Regions from separate parts of the Mus musculus genome. Here region 1 is linked to region 2. The links are chromatin contacts, called in public Hi-C maps. All regions are on one chromosome and are shown on one strand. The core of a region is the stretch at or near the end of the contact, and the rest is flanking DNA. Distances in the headings are between cores, read along the strand shown.

Region 1 (3,200 bases), core at 81-2,580, 140 kb before region 2:
AGCATTTGAACCTGTGAAGGACAAACCCTGGCTAACCATCATATAGGCCTATAATAGAGATATGAATAGGAAACAAATTTAAGTGATACTTACACATCTATTTATAGAATATACAAATATAGTCATCTAAATTACATCTACATTACAAGGAGTTGTTTTCTAAACTATGTTCTTATGTGTGCACTGGAGTAATTTCGAGATCTTGAAAAAGCTTATAAGCCACACTTTGAGGTTTTTTTTGTTTTTTGTTTTTTGTTTTTTTTCTTTTTCTTTTTCTTTTTCTTTTTCATTTTGGTTTTTCGAGACAGGGTTTCTCTGTGTAGCCCTGGCTGTCCTGGAACTCACTCTGTAGACTAGGCTGGCCTCGAACTCAGAAATCCGCCTGCCTCTGCCTCCCAAGTGCTGGGATTGAAGGCATGCACCACCATGCCCGGCTACTCACATTGAGTTTTGTATATGAATATTAATATAGTCTACATTTCATTTCTGAACTATGGCAGGGAAATACAAAAATGTGATTTGTATGCGTATAACTGTGATAATGGAATCTTTGTATCTGTGTTATATAGACATTCACTTTTCCATGCTGATTAGAGCAGACGTGATGATGGTTCATGGACCAGCATGGTCTGCCATTTGCCCTCTATCTTAGATGTTTAATTTCCTGCAGCTAGGCATCTGCTTTTTGGCTTACCTTCAATCTTTGTCATTTCTTACTGTCTGTCTCACATGTGTGTAAGGTTTGCTAGCAGTCTGCAAGGAGGAAGCAAAATAATATAAAATGTATTTTCATCAAATAGGTGAAAGTTGCAAAGTTTTATTGCAATAGTAAGCTGCATATGTGGAATAAACATTTCCTATTTTCTCTGTCTCTCTCCCTTCTCCCTCTCCCCCCTCTTCAATGCAGGGTTTCTCTGTATATCCCTGGCTATCCTGGTACTTGCTCTGTAGACCAGGCTGGTCTTGAACTCACAGTGATCTGTATGCCTCTGCCTCCCAAGTGCTGAAATAAAAGTTGTGTGCCCATTTTCTGTTTGATGTTTTGAGATAGTCTTACTATGTAGCTCTGACTATCCTAGAAAACTCTGTGTAGACCAGGTTGGCCTCAAACTCACAGAGATCTGTCTGTCTGCTTTAGCAAGTTCCCAAGCGCTGGATCAAAGGGTGTGCCACCACTCCCATCCCAGCATTTTTTTTCTTGAACAGATCTGTTATGACCTATAGAAACTGAGTCTTTTTTTAGGTAGACTTAGTTTTCAGTCAGTTTGTTAAATAGTCTGTGGACAAAGAAAAGTCTTTTCTCAGTTGCTTTTGGTTATAAATGCATGCCCCTAGTTACCTATGCTTATTTGAGAGTCAACACACTGACCTGTTTGAGGTGGGTCACCTGTGATTGAGCTGTTCAGGAGAGGCTGGGGCAAAAGAATTGTTTCAGTTCAGAAGTTCTTGACCACTTAAAAGGAACTAAGAATCTGCAGAGATGACTCAGCGCTTAGAAGCATGTACTGCCCTTGTAGAGAGTTTGTGTTATAGCACCCATGCTAGGCAGCTCATAATTTCCTGCAGCTCTCCAGCTCGGGCCGGGGGTGGTTTACACCTTCTCTTCCAAGTTTTAAGAAAAATGGAGATGGGAGGCATGGCGCTGCAGGGCTGTGATCTCACAGCTGTGTGGGTACAAGGCCAGCCTGGGCCTTACAGGAAGATTCTGTCTTAATGAAAGAGAGTGGGGAGGAGGCAGCAGTGCTGCTGTCAGGACAAAAAGAAGGGAAAGGGGGAAAATGCATCAATAAGGAGTTTTTGGTGATGTCAATAAAAAGAAGTTATATGTATCTTCTAATTTTTACATTAAAGAATTTCTCATTATTGTTAGATTATGAAAATTAAGCCAGTTTTGGTTTGATTATATATTATACATAACTAATTTTCAAAGAACTATAAAATATCCTTCTCCCCTCTTCAGGACGGTCTGCTTGTTCTTCATTATGGTCTTGTGGTTTCTCCTTTGAAAATAACTTGAAGATGCAAAGGTATATGAGGAGAGAAACCCAGTCGGAGGCATCTGCATATCTGCATTGCACCAAAGATTCTCACAAAGCACGTAACTACGACTACTTTCCGCTGTTAAGAGCTGGCTTCTGTTGTCACCAGAACCCTAGCATTGTGTGTGTACAACTTGAAACAATAGAATGTATTTGCTACACTAAAGACTATGGAAACAGCACTCATAACTCAGGGGAAAAAACTGAAAACACTGAATTTTAAAATTCCTTGTGATTCCAAATATGAGGAAGTTGCTGGTTGCTTCCCATCTTTGAGGTGGGTGGGTCAGTTTCCCAGAGCTGGGACTCTGCCCTCCAGCTGCATGGGCTGGGTGGTTTCCTTCAGAACAGCTTTGCTTTGAGTTCAGAGCCAGTCTGTTAAACCTCGGGTGCGCTCCGCACCGAAACTACTGGCCACTTACAAGTTCCTGTCCTATTCTGAACTTCAAACAAAATTCCACTGATACCACTAAAGCCCTGTTCCTCAGCTCTGAGGCTGAGACTGTCTCCTGTTAGAAATGGCTCTTCTTAACTAACATCCCTTAAACAAATATGAGGTGCTTCTTTCTGATGGGACACTGGGTCAGGTGTCACAAAATTCCCTCAGTGTGGCTGTGAATGATGGCACTGCTTCTAACAGTAGCAACAAATTTCAGGTGAATGACCAGAAGTTTACAGAACCCTTATTGTTCCTCAGTCACTTAAATGATCTGGTTCCATGTTAATGTTTCTGTTTTCTTGCCATTTGGATAAAGAATGAGAGTCTTTGAGAACCTTGCTTTCACAGAGACTTCATTGTAAACATTACTTTGCCTAAAATTAGCATCCTGATGCTTTCTAAAATACATATTTTATAGACTTCATAGCAAAATTTCCAAATCTGTACAGAAATTTAAAAAATTAGACTTAAATTGGCGATTGTTTTTGTAAAGAATTTATGAACTGTACATAAATCTCTTCTGACATTTAATAAAAATTTATTTTAGCCAATTTTGAGGTGTGTTGACATATTCTTTGGTTTCTTATTGTGCGTATGTGTGTGCCATAGTGTTATGGGAGGCAAGTAGAAGTCAGTTCTTCCTTCCACCATGCGGGTCCTGGGTTCAAGCTCAGGCAGCTTGGTGGCAGATACCTGTACCCACTGAGCCATGATTGGCTTTT
Region 2 (3,412 bases), core at 315-2,814:
AAAAAGTCAACCCTCCATCTCTCCTGCCCCACCGGCCTGTGTTCCTGCTGTAGTACCGATACTGGCAGGCCACAACACTATGTCTGGGTGGGGTCTCGCTTGCTCGGCCGTGTTCTCACCACTGAGCTATTCTCTCCCAAGTTCATCTTGCTTCCACACAGTGCCCCACACACCCCACCATCAGCCATCTCAACACCTAGTTACCCCAGTAGAAACATGACTCTTAAAGCTTAATTATACAGTTAGATTTATATAACAAAAAGATCACAATTTACAAAAATGCCAATACAATAGTTTCAGGGCTAATTGATACTGATAAAACTTTAACTCAATTATTATAACCTTTCGATAACACCATTCTGGTTCTTCTCCCTCCTCCCTCTCTGTCTCCACAACTCTTAGCTCCTCCTCCCTTTTCCTGTCCAATCACAAGCCTGCCACTGCCCTAATATCCTGCAACATTTCACCCTTTCTGTTTAATTATAAAAAAAAAAAGACTCTCAAAATATAAATTGAACACAGCTATTATCATTTTGTAAATTATATGGTATAAGATAGACCTAATACTAAGTCCACATCAACCTGCTATACATAAAGTTTCAGTGTACCTTCTTTGGAAATACTTTTGGTAGTATTTCAAAAATAAGTCATTTGTGGGTAAACGTAGATTCATTTACGCTTAGTGCAAAAGGAAAAGATATTAGGGAGAGAATGAACATGGTGGGACATTTCAGTTTTTAAGGTGCAGTGGCAATGAGCTAAAAAGGAGGTCAACGTCCATCTACCTTTGTCACACCTTGTTAGCCTGGGGCTGCAGGTCACAAAACATGCCAGTGTTCCTTCCAATTCCAAGTAGACTGTTTTCTTCTGATATGTATGATGCATTGTCTTCCCCTGACCGGGAATGCGATGACTAACCTAGTTATCAGTCAGTCTGAGTTGTGATTGCCACAGCAGCTGCACCCGTGATTGTCTAAGCCAGCCTTCACTCACTGGCTGGAGGGAGGGCATGCTAGTGTTGCCCCCTTCTGCCAGAAAGCCAGAGAGATGGCTTTCTACTTAGTCTTGAATTGATTAGAAACTTTGTTTCATAAGGGTGATGAAAGGGGTTACTAACCAAGAAACTACTATGATTTTATGGTCGTGACTAGAGTCCATACCATTTGAAGTTAAGTAACTTAAGTAGGAATTTACCCAGCTTACACTGTGTATAAGCTTTATATTTGTTTTCTTTGTCTTTGTGGGGATGTATGTGCAGGTGTGTTCTCAGTCACTCTCCAGCTTATTTGAGATACTGTCCTTGCTTTTGCTTGAATGGTGAGCAGAGTTCCACTCGACCCTTCTTTCTTCCTTCCCCATGGCTAGGGTTACAGGCACACACTGCAGTGCTTGGCACTTACATGGGCATTGGGATTCTAAACAAAAGTTCCTCCTCGTGTCTGCATGGCAAGCACTTTACTGATAGGGGCTGGCCTTGCAAATTAAGTAGGTCAGGTCAGAAGTTGGCCCGCTTTCAGTAAAGAGGAACAGAGAAAAGCACAGCTCAGACGGTAAGGAAGGCTTGCTCTTTGTTCCACACTTCATCCAGGAGAGGAAGTGTCCACTTAGGTGTTGCAGCAGAGCCAGCACACCAGCACCGACAGGAATCCTTTCTGGGTTGTCCTTGCCTCTCTTTGCAGTCACTTCCTTCTGCTTTTAGACTTATTTTATCTTAAAATTTTATTTATTTGTTTTGAGACAAGGCTTCCCTGTGTCACCCTGGCTGGCCTGGCTGCCAGCGCTGGGATTCCAGGGTGAGCACCTGTTCATGCATTAGTCTCCTTAAACATTTGAAGCTCAGTAGTTCCCCTTCAGTCTTAAGAGTTCCCCACGGCCTTCTTGTAGAGGTTGGGTTGTGTGTTCTTAAGTTACCTCCCTAGCACAGGGAGAGCCCTGGGTGCTGTCTATGAAGAGAGCTGTTGAAGGGCTCACCCTGAGCCTGTTCACAGCTGCTCACATTTAATATATGAACTCTTGTCTTTCACATAGCCATCAACATATTTTAATAAAGCATTGAATAGTGATGATTTCCTACAGTTGTTAACTTTTTGTATATCAATTAATTTTTTTTTACATTTTCTTACAGACCAGAAACTAGAGAGCAGTATCCAAATAAATTTATCCAACGAGATGACACTGAACGGTTTTACATTCTGAACACACTATTCAATCTCCCAGGTAGACACCTCTGCTTACTCTGCACACTGCCCCTTTGTTCCAGGGCCATGTCTTCCAGGAAGCTGAGTAAATCAGCTTGATTATGGTACTTACAGCTTATTCATACCTTTTCTTCATTTTCAGAGACCTACCTGTTGGCCTGCCTCGTAGATTTTTTTACTAATTGTCCCAGATACACCAGGTATGTTTATATTACAATTTTCTTCATCCAGTTGATTTTTAAATTAATGTACAGGGTTTTAGAGAACTGGCCATTGTAGGTCTTTTCTGCTTTTCTAAAGTGAATTTAGTGCTAGTGAGAGATGCCACATTGCCAGCCTGAGAGATGGACAGCGCCAGCAGCTCCATGCAGGCTCTCACCTCCCACACGGCCCCTCTCCTTGCCAGTGTGCTGCAGCCATGTTTGGAAGGGACCACTTGTGACTGGGATTGAAGACGGCCAGCAGAGGTGCTAATTGTGACAACTGAGTGGGAGGTTTGTGTGATGCTTATCTGTCCAAGCAGAGTTGCACTGAAACCCCCGACTCATTTCACAGCAGCTGCCCAGGAGCCATCCCGGGATGCTCATGTAGCTTCATTCCCAGGCCCAGCAAGAGCTCACCAAGGAATAAAATAGTGTTTATTTTCTGTAAAGCAAAAATTTGCCTAAGTCTTCACAGGTTAGCCTTTCCTTCTGGGGAGCTGTGTGGCCATTGCTTGATGTGTAACAGCCTCTGTGTTAGAGTCTGCTAACTTCATATCTGAGGCCTTACCCACTTGAGGGCAGTTTGGTGGAAAGTGGAATCCAGATAGAACTGAACGGTGCCTTTGTACCTAGGGACAATGCAGGAAGGTCAGGGAGGGAGAGCCTAGCTTCTAAATGTCTGCGCAGTGAGGCCTGCTTCTAAAGTGAGGAACTTGGTATTATGGGACCTTGGCCTTTTAATTCCATCCTGTAAATTATCCTGTCTCATTGTGTTTGCACACAGTTATTATATTCCATATATCAATATTCTGGCCATTTTAATGCTCAAATGCATTTTGATTAGGGAGCGATTCCCTAGCTAACCACAGCCTGTACCACGTGATGGGAACCTTTGGGTCCCTTGGTCATTTCATTCACCGTTTGTCATGTTCTTTTCATCTTTCTGTAGTTGTGACACAGGATTTAAAGATGGGGACCTCTTCATGTCCTACCGTAGCATGTTCCAGGACG

The links. A called contact is a pair of places that touch in the nucleus more often than the background predicts.
Region 1: a Hi-C map of bone marrow-derived macrophages shows a contact between it and region 2, with 17 read pairs. The contact joins two enhancer-like sites. A contact is called at or near these places in 1 of 39 promoter capture datasets (cranial neural crest), 14 of 484 Hi-C or Micro-C datasets (the AML12 cell line, the BV-2 cell line, bone marrow-derived macrophages and 6 more), 12 of 115 datasets of contacts at active chromatin or transcription factors (the 230-238 cell line, bone marrow-derived macrophages, cardiomyocytes and 9 more) and 4 of 9 other capture datasets (adipose tissue, embryonic stem cells, liver and 1 more).

What each region holds. Positions count from the first base shown.
Region 1 is chr19:47,033,446-47,036,645 of GRCm38.p6, reverse strand. Pcgf6 (polycomb group ring finger 6) reads left to right here. Exons shown (of 10, transcript NM_027654.3): 10 at 1,961-3,029. The coding sequence ends at 2,017. Among named protein-coding and RNA genes, the nearest start is that of Pcgf6, 16 kb to the left of the region's middle. Within about 2 kb of position 1,330, at least 13 of the 459 cell types and tissues checked have an H3K27ac peak or open chromatin away from gene starts, as enhancers often do. A contact at or near this core is called in bone marrow-derived macrophages, where this site is marked.
Region 2 is chr19:46,897,608-46,901,019 of GRCm38.p6, reverse strand. It overlaps Nt5c2 (5'-nucleotidase, cytosolic II), which reads left to right. Exons shown (of 18, transcript NM_029810.5): 6 at 2,126-2,217; 7 at 2,341-2,398; 8 at 3,351-3,412. Among named protein-coding and RNA genes, the nearest start is that of Nt5c2, 63 kb to the left of the region's middle. Within about 2 kb of position 1,564, at least 108 of the 459 cell types and tissues checked have an H3K27ac peak or open chromatin away from gene starts, as enhancers often do. A contact at or near this core is called in bone marrow-derived macrophages, where this site is marked.